Linked DNA regions of Macaca mulatta: region 1 is linked to region 2. Evidence: chromatin contacts called from public Hi-C data. All regions are on one chromosome and are shown on one strand. The core of a region is the stretch at or near the end of the contact, and the rest is flanking DNA. Distances in the headings are between cores, read along the strand shown.

The links. Hi-C and Micro-C count contacts between places; a contact is called where the count stands out from the background.
Region 1: a Hi-C map of fetal cortex germinal zone shows a contact between it and region 2, with 4 times the contacts expected there. The contact joins the promoter of KIF27 here to the promoter of IDNK in region 2. A contact is called at or near these places in 6 of 14 Hi-C or Micro-C datasets (CD4 T cells, blood, cortical neurons and 3 more).

What each region holds. Positions count from the first base shown.
Region 1 is chr15:114,858,434-114,864,762 of T2T-MMU8v2.0, forward strand. It overlaps KIF27 (kinesin family member 27), which reads right to left and starts at 2,790. Exons shown (of 18, transcript XM_015118008.3): 1 at 2,590-2,790.
Region 2 is chr15:114,545,882-114,552,391 of T2T-MMU8v2.0, forward strand. It overlaps IDNK (IDNK gluconokinase), which reads left to right and starts at 4,389. Exons shown (of 5, transcript XM_028835291.2): 1 at 4,389-4,454. All of the region lies in intron 1 of LOC144334738 (a long non-coding RNA gene), which reads right to left.

The DNA.
Region 1 (6,329 bases), core at 1,540-4,039, 310 kb after region 2:
CTGAGTCTTGAAGATTACCATTAAGTAACAGAGACAACTAGACTGAAATAACATTTTATTAATAACACTAATAACAGTGAATTGATAATATTAATATTCACTACCCTTGAAAAAAAAAACCGTGGCCCAGCACAGTGGTTCACATCTGTAATCCCAGCACTTTGGGAGGCCAGGGTGGGTGGATCACTTGAGCCCAGGAGTTCGAGACCAGTCGGGGCAACACGGAGAAACCCTGTTTCTACAAAAAATCAAAAAATTAGGCAGGCATGGTGGCGCACGCGCCTATAGTCCCAGCTACTCAGGAGGTTGAAGCGAGAGGGTCCCTTGATCCCAAAAGGGTCGCGACCCTGTCAAAAACAAAACAAAATAAAACAAAACTCTGCAATGGTACTCTGCATTTGTAATTCTGTGAGTAGATGGCATGAAGAGGATCACAACAAAAAAAAATTAACATCACTCTTCTAAAAGTCCCCTGAGAATAAAAAAAATATCAGGTCCCTTGGGCTGTAAAATCCCAAAAGAGAGTCAACAAACTATCTGTAATGGCTGAAACAAAGAGATACACCTAACCTTAGCAGTTTTAAAATCATTCTAATGAATTTTACACTGGAAAAAAAAAAATGCTCATGTGTTTGATAAATCCTTTCTTGGATCTTAAAGAACTCTACAATCATTTGGTACTGGAAACTTTTCCAGTTGCAGGAATGCTGAGTTAATTCTTCCAAATGTCTCTGAAAACCAACATTTGAAGTCACCATACAGATTAGTTTATTTCTTTGTATGCCATCAAATTAAAGCAAAACTCATGGACGATGTTAAGCCAAACCTAACTGCTTCCAATGAAGTTGCTAATAAAAAATGCCAAATTGGGATATTTTCATTTCTTGGGTTTTTGTTTTGTTTTGTTTTTGAGACAAGGTCTGGCTCTGTCATCCAGGCTGGAGCACAGCGGCACCATCTCGGCTCACTGCAACCTCAGCCTCCTGGTTCAAGCGATTCTCGTGCCTCAGCGTCCAAAGTAGCTGGGATTACAGGCACCACGCCAGGCTAATTCTTGTATTTTTAGTAGAAACGGGGTTTCACCATGTTGCCCAGGCTGGTCTCGACCTCCTGGGCTGAAGAGATCCACCCGCCTCAGCCTCCCAAGGTACTGGGATTCCAGATATGAGCCACCATGCCCAGCCTCATTTCTTGGGGTTTTTAATGGTAATATCTATAAACAATTTGGTTATAAAGGCAACTGAAACTTATTCTAAGCATTAAAAAAAATAATAACGGGGCCAGGCACGGTGGCTCATGCCTGTAATCCCAGCACTTTGGGAGGCCAAGGCAGGTGGATCACTTCAGCCCACGAGTTACAGACCAGCCTGGGCAACAGGGTGAAACTCTGTCTCTACTAAAAATACAAGAATGGGCCAGGCAGTGGTGACGCACCTGTAGTCCCAGCTACTTGGAAGGCTGAGGTTGGAGGATTGCTTGAGCCCGGAAGGTTGAGGCTGCAATGTGCCACTGCACTCTAGCCTGAGTAACAGAGCGAGACCCTGTCTCAAAACAAAACAAACAATAATAAGGGTCCACAAACATAGGGCTTGTAAAACATCAATATACAAGAAACAAAGTTTTTCCACAATCCATAGCACTTATACTTCTTCAGATTCTGATCAATTATAGTCATCAGAAACATACGTATTATGTCACCAATAAATGAAAAAAGGCGAAATCTGATTGGCTGGTCGTATTTAAGTATACTCAATGGGTTTTTGAAATCTGAGGAAAGGCAAGAGAAATATTTAATCCCTCATGTCATGTCACTGGTCAGGAATGAGTGTCTCCAAAAACCGCTGCCATCCCGTCCCCTTGATTTCCCAGAAAGCAGTGGTTGTCTGAAATGTGTGGTTTGTTAATTATTTTCATAAGAAACTTCCCAGTAGATGGATAGTAAATCGCATGAGGAGCTCAGAAAAGGCCCCAAATGCGTAAAGACAAAGGAGTAAAGAAAAGCAAACAACAAAGATTTTCAACACTGGAGACGGCGGTGTTACTTAAAAGGTGTTTCAAAGAAAGAATCGGGGCGCTTTGCTCTTTACAGCACCTGCCTCCGAGGGAGGGAGCTCTCGAGCTTGAATGCGCCGAAGTTTCAACCTCTACAGTGGGAAAAAGACGCCTGCGACAAAACAAAGCGCTCGGTGGTGGTGGCCCTCGCGTCGCACCTCACGCCGTGCAGCTACACGAGACGAACACGGGGTGCGCTCCGGGGGGCCGAGTCCCGCGTTGGGGTCGATCCCCGTTCCCCAGGCCCCGCTCCTCAGGGCTGAGCCAGCTTTCTCCGGAAGGGGCGCTCTGCCTCCAGTCGTTCGCCGGGCTCCCATTCCTGACCCCAGACCCCTCGGGCACCCCCATAGGCCTCGCTGGCGCCCCTACCGCCCACCCTCTGGCTCCCACCCCGCGACGGCCCAGACCCCAAGCCGGCGCCTACTAGTCCCAACGGCGGGCTGGGAGCGCGGGCGCGGCGGGCTGGAGGGCGGGTGCCGCGAAAGGGAGGGCGCCCCACTTCCCCGCACCGCCCGGCCAGGCCCGCCGCGCACTGACCGGCTCGGGACAGCCCAGGGCCCTGGCGGCGAGGGCTGGACTCCTCAGCTTCGCTCTGCCACGCCGCGCCGCCGCCGCCCGCGTCTTTTGTTGTCGCGGGTTCTCCTGGCAACCGGCGAAGCCCGCCTCCCGCCGCGTCCTCCCCGGGTCGCGGCGTCCTGGCCCCGCCCCCGAACCTGGGCACGTCCCCAAGCCCGTGCGCAAGAGTCCTGCGTCCCCAGGAAGTCCGCAAAAGGCCAGCTCTCGGGCTTCCCTGCAAACCCGAGTTGTGTCCCACTAACGCGCTGGGACCGGTCTGTGAGGCCTGAGCGGAAGCATCTTTCCACGGGTTCGTGAAATGAATGAGAACGATTCCACACTGTGTTTCAATATCTTAGCTACCAATTCAGTTTATTTTTATTTTTATTGAGTAAAACTTGCATAACATAAACCATCTTAAAACTTACAATTCAGTGGCGTTTAATGCCTTCACAGTGCATTAAACTATCACCTCTGTATATAGTTCAGAAACATTTTCATAACCCCAAAAGAAAATCTCCAAACCAGTTAGTCATTCCTTCCAGTTCCCCTCTCCCCACAACCCCAGCCAGCCACTAATCTACTTTCTGACTCTATGATAGATTTACCTATTCTGGGCATTTCATTATTGATGGAAGCATTCAGTATATGACCTTTTGTGTCTAGCTTCTTTTGCTTAATGTTTTCAAGCTACAGTCATGTTGTAACAACTATCAGGACTTCTTTTTTTTTTTTGAGACGGCGTCGCGCTCTGTCGCCCAGGTTGGAATGTAGTGGCATGATCGCGGATCACTGCAAGCTCCGCCTCCCGGGTTCAAGCGATTCTCCTGCCTCAGCCTCCCGAGTAGTTGGGACCACAGGCGCGTGCCACCACACCCGGCTAATTTTTTGTATTTTTAGTAGAGATGGGGTTTCACTGTGTTAGCCAGGATGGTCTTGATCTCCACTGACCTTGTGATCCATCCGCCTCGGCCTCTCAAAGTGCTGGGATTACAGCCGTGAGCCACCGCGCCCGGCCCTTTAGATGGAGTTCCACTCTTATTGCCCAGGCTGGAATGCAATTGCGCTATCTAGGCTCAACGCAACCTCCACCTCATGGGTTCAAGCCATTCTCCTGCCTCAGCCCCCGGAGTAGCTGGGATTACAGGCATGTGCCACCACGCCCGGCTAAGTTTTCTGTATTTTTAGTAGAGACGGGGTTTCACCATGTTGGGCAGGCTGGTCTCGAACTCCTGACCTCGGGTGATGCGCCCACCTCGGCCTCCCAAAGTGCTGGGATTATAGGCGTGAGCCACCCCGCCGGGCCTGTTTTCAGGTTTTTTAGGTATGGACCTAAGAGTGGAATTGCTGGGTTGCATCGTAGTATTTAACTTTACCAATTTAGCTTTAAAAGCTTTAGTGCCTCCTGTTTTTAGTAGCACAATCTAAGCATCTTCAAAAATACTTCCTTCTCTCATGAAATATACGAATGAAGGTGGGGAAAAAAGCTGACTATTTATGGTTTTTTTTTTTTCTTTTAACTGAATTATTTAAATTTTTAAAAATTCAGGCTGGGCACAGTGGCTCACACCTATAATCTCAGCACTTTGGGAGGCTGAACTGGGAGGATCACTTGAGCCCAGGAGTTCGAGACCAGCCTGGGCAACATAATGAGACCCCCCCCCCCAATCCCTACAAAAAATCAAAACTTAGTCGGGTGTGGCCGAGCATGCCTGCAGTTCCAGCTACTCTGGAGGCGGAGGTAGGAGGATCGTTTGAGCCTGGGTGGTCAAGGCTGCAGTGAGCCATCGTTGCACCACTGCATTCCAGCCTGGGTGACAGAATGAGACTCTACCTCAAAAAAATAATAAATAATACATAATTTTTAAAATTCTAAGATTTGAATTGATTATGCTGCATTTTTAGAACTCTTTTTGAAAACAAACTCACATCATGACTGTGAATTGCTGAGTCAAACTGGTCTGCTGACAAAGCTTCAATGATTAATAGTACGTAACAATTTAAGTCTGGGAATACCCGGAAGTCTCAACAGAAGTTCTCAAGAGGCCACACAATTGCAGAGAGGAGGTCAGCAAATGCCTAACAGCATTAGAATGGGGCATTTTCCTTTGTCCCCAAATTGATGTCTTGAGTCCAGAGTTAGAGAAAAGGAGTTAAGTACTTAAGTTCCCCACACTGTAAAGTGAATGCCAGTCATTGCCAACCCTTCCTCCCTAGGATTTATAGCAGGACTAAGCTAATTCCATTCAAATTCCAATCCTATCTCTTTTTTAAGTGTCTGTAAGAAAGACTGGGCAGTGGAGTCAAGGGGTCTTGGGCCTTGCGGGTTGGAGAGTAAGCAGCCTCCCACCTAAGTCAAAGGAGGCTCTAAGAGTGACGGGCAAACCCTGTGTGATGTGCAAGAATAGGAAACCTGGCCTTCTGGTGGGAGCAACTATGGGAAGAAGTAAGCTGATCTGCTTCTCGAGAATGGAGCGAAGCAACTGAGAAGGCGCTGTAGTAGGGCAGCCTGTGTTCCTACAGTTTAGGAGGGGAGAACCTGTGATTTGCTCATGGTCCAGGGTATCCTTTGGAGGGTACCCAAGCTTGAGCCCCATGAAGATTGTCTTGAGGACTGTCTCCTGCAGATGAGTCCCAATCAGTAAGAGGCAGTGGGAGGAGCTGGGCTTGGGATTAACAGAAGTAATTGAGCCAGTGCTGGATCTTTGTACAGGAACTATGTCTTCTCCTTAAGGGAACTGTATCTTTCAGGTCCACTGAAGAACGCTGCATACGTCCCATGGGAGACCAGCTTTGGGATGCTTATCCTACAGAGAAAAACATCCATGCCCAGTCCACTTTACTAAAAGCAGTAACAAATGGAAGATTTGGCCAAATTAAATAAAGAAACACGTGCCCTTTTCCCCTAAATCATCTTCCCTCACCCGCATTTTGAGAAAAGCTGGGTCCAGGAAAGAAAGGAAGTATTAAAGGAAGTATTAAGGAAACCACAGATCGTACCTCTTCTCCCACTTTAAATTATTTTAATGTTGCTATAATGTTTGACGGTTTCACTTAATTTCTCTGGCAGAGAGAAAAGAAGCTTTATACTTTAAAAAATGGGATTTCTGGCAGGGCACGGTGGCACACACCTGTAATCCCAGCACTTTGGGAGGCTGAGGCGGGCGGATCATAAGGTCAGGAGTTCGAGACAAGCCTGGTTAACATAGTGAAACCCCGTCTCTACTAAAAATACAAAAATTAGCCAGGTGTGGTGGCATGTGCCTGTAGTCCCAGCTACTCAGGAGGCTGAGGCGGGAGAATCACTTGAACCCAGGAGGCAGAGGTTGGACTGACCCGAGACTGCGTCATTGCTCTCCAGCCTGCGTAACAGAGTGAGGCTTTCTGTGCCATCATTTGCCTTTGGCTCCTTAATTTAGTAGAGAGAATGTTAGCTTTCCTAAGGAAACATACTGCTTGGGTCCTGTCAACCCATGCCAGGTGGATTTGCTTGGCCTAATGGTCAAACTGGGCAGCTACAATCTCCACCATTCATGAGGGGAACCTTGGGAGACTAGGAAAGAATCCATCACCCCAACCTGAAAAGCAAGCCTAGGACAGTGGCTTTCGAATTTGATTGATACTGAGCCACTATCAGAAATTCACTTGACATCATGACTCAATACACAGGTATGTGTACAAATGAAAACAAGGCCAGGCATGGTGGCTCATGCCTGTAATCC
Region 2 (6,510 bases), core at 3,139-5,638:
TTTGGTTTGGTTTGGTTTTGGTTTTTCAGTGTTTTGGTTTGCTTTAAGAGAGGCAGGATCTTGCTCAGTCACTGAGGCCGGAGTGCAGTGGTGCCATCATAGCTCACTGCAACCTCAAACTCCTGGCTTATGGCATCCTGTTGCCTTGGCGTCCCACATTGCTGAGGTTACCGATGTGAGCCACTGTGCTTAGCCTATATTAGATTTATATATTGAGGTTCTATGGAAGATTTTGTTGAGGATGAAAGTATTCTGAAGCTTAACAGAAGTTGAAGTAGATAGATAAATAGCTTAATGTTTCTTTTGATTCTTGTATAACTAATATAACACCTTGAAATGGTGTATTTTATGTGCACAGTTTTTACATATCAATGATCATGCCTTTTATCTCTTCCATAAGATTAATTCAGTTGTGCCACACCAAATATATGTTAGAGGCATTTGGGGCATGGCATGGCTTGACATAGGTTCACATTCACTGTCGGTTTTGTTTTACATGTTTCCTGCCTTTATTTTCCAAAAAAATCTTGTGTTAAGTCTTTTAATTGAGGAAGGTGTGTTTTAGTTGTCCAAAATTATTCATATGAACAATCTAGAGAGATTAGGATGAAATTATTTAGTGTTCAGACCTATGAAAGGTATTGTTGAGGTAATTCTCTCTTGTCTTCCTTCATGTTACAGGCAGAGATCTTGAATCAGAAAGAGGCTTTTAGTTATTTTGTCAGAGGCTACGCAACACCCATATCCCTTCATTTCTAGTCTCATTACCACACCCTCCTTCTATCTCTGCAGCTTTTCTCCATCAATTAATTCATAAATTAATCTAACTTCAAAGATCATACTTTTCCTACTCTGTTAAAGGCCCTGATAACCCATTAAACAAATGATTGACAAGAAGTGAATCAAGTCCAGGCATGGTAGCTCATGCCTGTAATCCTAGCACTTTGGGAGGCCGAAGCGGGCAAATCACTTGAGGTCAGAAGTTTGACACCAACCTGACCAACATGGTGAAACCCCATCTCTACTGAAAATACAAAAATTAGCCAGGTGTTGTGGCACATGCCTGTAATCCCAGCTACTCAGAAGGCTGAGGTGGCAGGATCGCTTGAACCTGGGAGGCGGAGGTTGCAGCAAACAGAGATTGTGCCACTACACTCCAGCCTGGGCAACAGAGTGAGACCCTGTCTGCCTCAGAAAAATAATGATAATTATTTAATAAATAAACTTTATTTTTATACATGTGTACATCCAGTTGTTGTAGCACCATTTGTTGAAAAGACAGTTCTTTCCTCTTGTCGCCCTTGTTGAAAATCAACTTCCCATAAACTTATGGATTTATTCCTGGACTCCCAGTTCTATTCCACTGGTCTGTGTGTCTAACCTTATGTCAGTACCAAATTGACTTTATGAGTGTATAAGTGAAATAAGTTTGTTAAATGGGAGATGTGAATACTCCAACTTTTCCCTTTTTCACGATTTTTCTATCTCCTTCAAATTTCCTTATGAACTTCAGAATCAACTTCTCAATTTCTGCAAAGGAGTCAGCTGGGATTTTCATGAGGATTATGTTGAATCCTGTGTTGCCATCTCAAAAATAGTGTCTTCCAAATCATGAAAACAGGCTGTCTTTCCATTTATTTAGGCCTCCTTTAATTTCTTTCAAAAATGTTTTGTCGTTTTCAGACTACCATTTTATACTTCTGTTAAATTTCTAATTATTTTGTTCTCTCTGATGCTCTTGTAAATAATTTTTTTAAATTTTTTATTTGCAGATTGTTTAGAATTACGATTGATTTTGTACACTGATCTTATAACCTGTCGCTTTCCTGATCTCATTTATTAACCCTAGTAGGTTTATTGCGGATTCCTTAGGTTTTCTATAAACAAGATCATGTCATCTGGAAATAGAGATAGTTTTACATATTCTTTTCCAATCTGGATGCCTTTTATTTCTTTTTCTTATCCAACTTCCCTGGCTAGAACCTCTAGCAGAATGTAGAATACAAGTGGTGAGAGAAGACATTCTTGCCTTCATCCTGATCATAGGGAGAAACATTCAGTCTTTTCACCATTAAGTATGATGTTACCTGGGGGTTTCATAGATACTCTTTATCAGGTTGGGAATTTTGTATTGCTGGTTTGTTGAGTATTTTGATCACAAAGGGAAGTTAAATTTTGTCAAGTGCTTTTTTTACATCTATTGAGGTAACAGATACCATTTTGCCTTTGTGCAAACTTTGTTCTGGATCTTTCAAGTGGCCCCTTTTAATTATGAAGATGTGAAGCAAGTATACAGCCATTATTTCCAGAAGAAGGTATAACGAGCTACTTTAGGGCTTGGTGAAGACCCGAGATTTGACTTCTAAGCTCTCTCATGCATCTGTTTGAACTCTCAGAATTAAACTGGGATCAAGGACTCTCCTGGAAGGGAAAGGGGGAAGATCCAAACTCTTCTCAATTAGACATATCACAACTGTGAGGCTCCTGTTATGTGAATATCTGCCCCAACCCAGCCATCTTTGTGGATGATTTGCCTCCCAGGGAAGTGCCTGTGCACATTAAGGTGCTCGTCACTGAGCTCTGTTTAACCCCTGTGGAAATGGGCAGCTTCATACAGGAGCACTGCCACTTCTGTTTGAGACTTACAGTACATGCTGTCCAGAATCTGGGGGTGATCTGGACTTGAGTGACTATAGAAACTCATGCAGGAAGCTGTGCCTCACTAGGGACTTGGGGTTTCCAGAGTACCATGTGCCTCAGTACAACAGTTTTGCAGTAGACCTAAAACCAGACCAATATTCAGCCTCTGGGTTGCCCCATAGTAACAGCTGGGAAGCACCAAGACAACCAGGACCAGCAGGTGGCACTCTTTGGAAAGCAAAAAATGTGGGATTCAGCTCTTAGGGGCACCTCTGAAGTTCTGCTGTCCTGGAAGCAGGCACAGGGTTTCACTGACACTGGTGTGCTGGGTATCTTTCATTGGTCCCTCCAGATACAATCTCCACCGTTCTCTTCCCTGCTCTGAGCCCAGGAAATTGGCATGCATGGGCACCAATGGACTCCCTAGCTCTCCACCTTCCAATTGGGTTTGACGGGTGGGGTTTGGCCACTAGCAGATCACAGTGCAAGAGGAGGGGAGGAGAGGCTATTTATTCTCCTGATTATTTTTCTGCTGGGTCAACAAGGAATGTCTGTCTCTCTTCCTAAGGCTACAGTCCTGTCAGATACTTCTTTCTATATGGTCTATTCTCTCTGTCTCTTTCTTTCCATTCTCTTCCCTTCTCATATAAAGGCTCCCTCTCATCAGCCCCTTTCTATTTAAGAGTGAAAACACTTCTCAGTTACTCAGATCCGGACTCTGCCCCTAGTTGCTTTTTCTGACCCTACCCACATCTCTACAAATAGTCCCTTTGTTAAATTCTGTTCACCTGCCCCAATTTGAGCATGCTGTTTCCTGCCGCCACCCTGAGCAGCACAGCAAGTTTAAGATCCTTGGACATGTCTTGGGAAAGAAATCCAAGGAGAAGAACCAGATTTTCTGCTAATAATTCTGATTTGAACAATGAAAGAAATATGAGATTTTTTTTTTTCATACTGAGCTAGAGAAGCAGGACACAAGTTAGAGTATTTGCATACACATCTATTCCTCTTATCAAGCTTGAGAATGCCGAGAGTGTAATCTTTTAAATGCATATTAATATTACCAGCACATGGTAGATGTTCAAGAAATGAGTATTGACCATAACTGAGTTGTAAGACCTTCTCTCCAAGCCTCAATTTCTTCATCTGTACAGCCCCCATCCAGATTGAAATCTCATCTACTCAAGCTAAGTATATGAAAAACAAAGGCAGTGCAGGAGTAATTGAACTATTCATTAGATAAATGCTTTTATGTCACTTTTATTGTTTTCTAGGACACAGAGTAATACCTACGACCTTGGTTAACAAAAGACCAAAGGAGGTGATGCCAAATGCAAAAGACCAAAGGAGGTGATGCTAAATGCGGTTAGAAGTGCTTTTAATCAAATAGTTCAAACGACACATAATTAACACATTGTTTTAAAGCAAATGGACACTTTAAAGTGGAGCTCCGTCCTCTTAAAGTCCCAACAAGAGCTGGATTTAATAGCAGAGCCACACAGCCATGACATACGCTGCTGTGGTCAACCCTCAACCTTAAGTTTGACACCAAAAGATGGCCGCCATTTATTATTGTGACAAAAGGCCAGATTACAAAACGCTGTGTACGGCCTGATCCCAGTTTTACAAAATATTCATACCCATCTACCTACGCGGGGGCGCGGGGAAAGGGGTGTCGTTTTAGGAAGTGCTGCTTATGCTGCCTGGTGTGGGAAAGTATGAGTCTTATTTTCCGTTTATTCTTTCTATAAAACATTTTTATAAATGAATGAATGAATGCTTTCCATGGGTGGATGACGATCCGGCCTGCCAGGGTGAGGCTCTTCTGGAACCAAGAGGGGCCAGGACAGTAGGAAGACAGGTGGCGGGGCTTTGGGCGACTATGGGCAGCCCAGGGAGACGCCAGTGCCAGGCCGGGCGCGCGCTTCACTTCCGGGAAGAGGAAAGAGGGAGGGGAGGGGAGAGGAAAAGAAGGGGCAGGAGAGAGAGATGGGGAGGTTGGGAAAGGGAGGCGGAAAGCATGGAAAAGGGGCGCGGGGAAACCGGGGGAGCGCAGAGGGGCACAGCCCTCACTCGCCCTGCCTGGGCGGGAGCGGCTCCGCCCCTCGGGCGCCGGGAAGGCCGGGGACGGCGGGGCCCGGAAGGTGACTGAAAGGAGCCAGGCTCGGGTCATGGCGGCGCCGGGCGCGTTGCTGGTGATGGGCGTGAGCGGCTCGGGGAAGTAGGTCCGGGAGAGGGCGGGGGGCGCCCGGGAGAGACGTTGCGGGCGCGGCGGAGGCCGGACGTGTCGCCGTCCCTGCCGGTGAAATGGGGTCGTGGGGACCCCCCACCCTTCCCTTTGCGGATGAAGAAACCGAGGCCCGCGGCTGCGCGCACTCTCCCCGCCCACCAGCCTGCTAGCAGAGCGCCCATCCTGGGACCGCATCCGAGCCCAGGGTTCCCGCTCTAAGACAGGGAGGCTGCAGCGACCGCATGCTCAGGGAGGAAGCCGCTCCTGAAGAGGCGGCTGCAGGGCCGCGCAGTGGAGGCCTAGCGAGCGGCGCTGGGCTCGGTTTCCGGGCGCCTCGTCGGGGCTAGGCGGGAGGGTGCACGGCCTCTAGCGAGAGGACGCAAACCACGGCCCAGGCTCTCACGGACCTTTGGCCATCTGAACACACAGCGGCCTCCTCCTGTGAGGCCCTGGACTTCTCCGATTCGATTTTGTAAAGTGAATCGTTTTCCCCTTCCTTTCATCAGCTTAACCTGGAAGGAGACAGCGTTAATATGGAGGGTAGCTCCTGAAGGTTTGGAAAGAAAGGAGAGAATTGTGGAAACCACATAGGTAGCCCAGTGTGCTAATTTGGAGACTGAGGAGTTAACATTTGGCTTCCTGTTTAAACCAAAGTCTAACTGTGCCCTTTATCAGAAAAGACAGCTGCTGCAGCATTCGACCACAGGCAGCAAAGGATAGAACTTGATCACCTAAAACATTATAACCTTCAAGGGCCTATAGGACCCTTCTAGAATTTTCTGAATCAGGAACGGCCCATGTTGTGGCCCGTGTAGTCAGGTGTAAAGACTTACTCCAGGTAGATGGGTTTTGCTTTCCAAAATTGCTGTAGGGTTCTTAGCGACAAAGATAAGAAATCTTGAACTGAAATTGAAATAAAACATGGAGCCCCAAATCCCTAGCTGCCATATGATTTGAATCAGTTGGAGAATGTAAAATCATTGCCATCGTGTGATGTAACAGGAGTGGACAGCCCTAGGTCTTGGTTCTGTTGCTGTCTGGCTGTGTGAGCTTGGGTAATTCATGTACCCTTCTGAGTCTTGGATCAGTTGAGGGGGGTCTAATCCCTATGATGTATAGCTTGTGATATTCATGTACTCAGTAATTATTGAGCTCAATCCTTCCTCTATGTCATTGTCATATAGTGAACAGGACAGATAAAATCCCTGCCCTCAAAGGATTTACATTCTGGTATGGGAGACAGAGTAAATGAATATATGTAGTGTGTGAACTGGTGAGATGCTCTGGAGTAAGCAGAACATAGGGTGCCAGGCAGAGTGGTCAGGGAAGGCTCCTCTGGGGGAGTGGCGTTTGAGCAAAGACCTGCAAGACTTGAGGAGTCCGCCATGTGGATAGCTGAGCAAAGGGCAGGAGAGGCAGAGGGAATGGCAGGTGCAAAGGTTCTGAGGCTTGGCTTCTTTTTTTCCTTTTTTCTTTTTTCTTTTTTTTTTTTTTTTGAGATGGAGCTTCACTCCTGTTGCCCAGGCTGGAGCGCAGTGGTGGATTCTCAGCTCACTGCCACCTCCGACTTCCGAGTTCAAGCGATTCCCCTGCCTCAGCCTCCAGAGTAGCTGGGATTATAGGCGCCCGCCACCACGCCC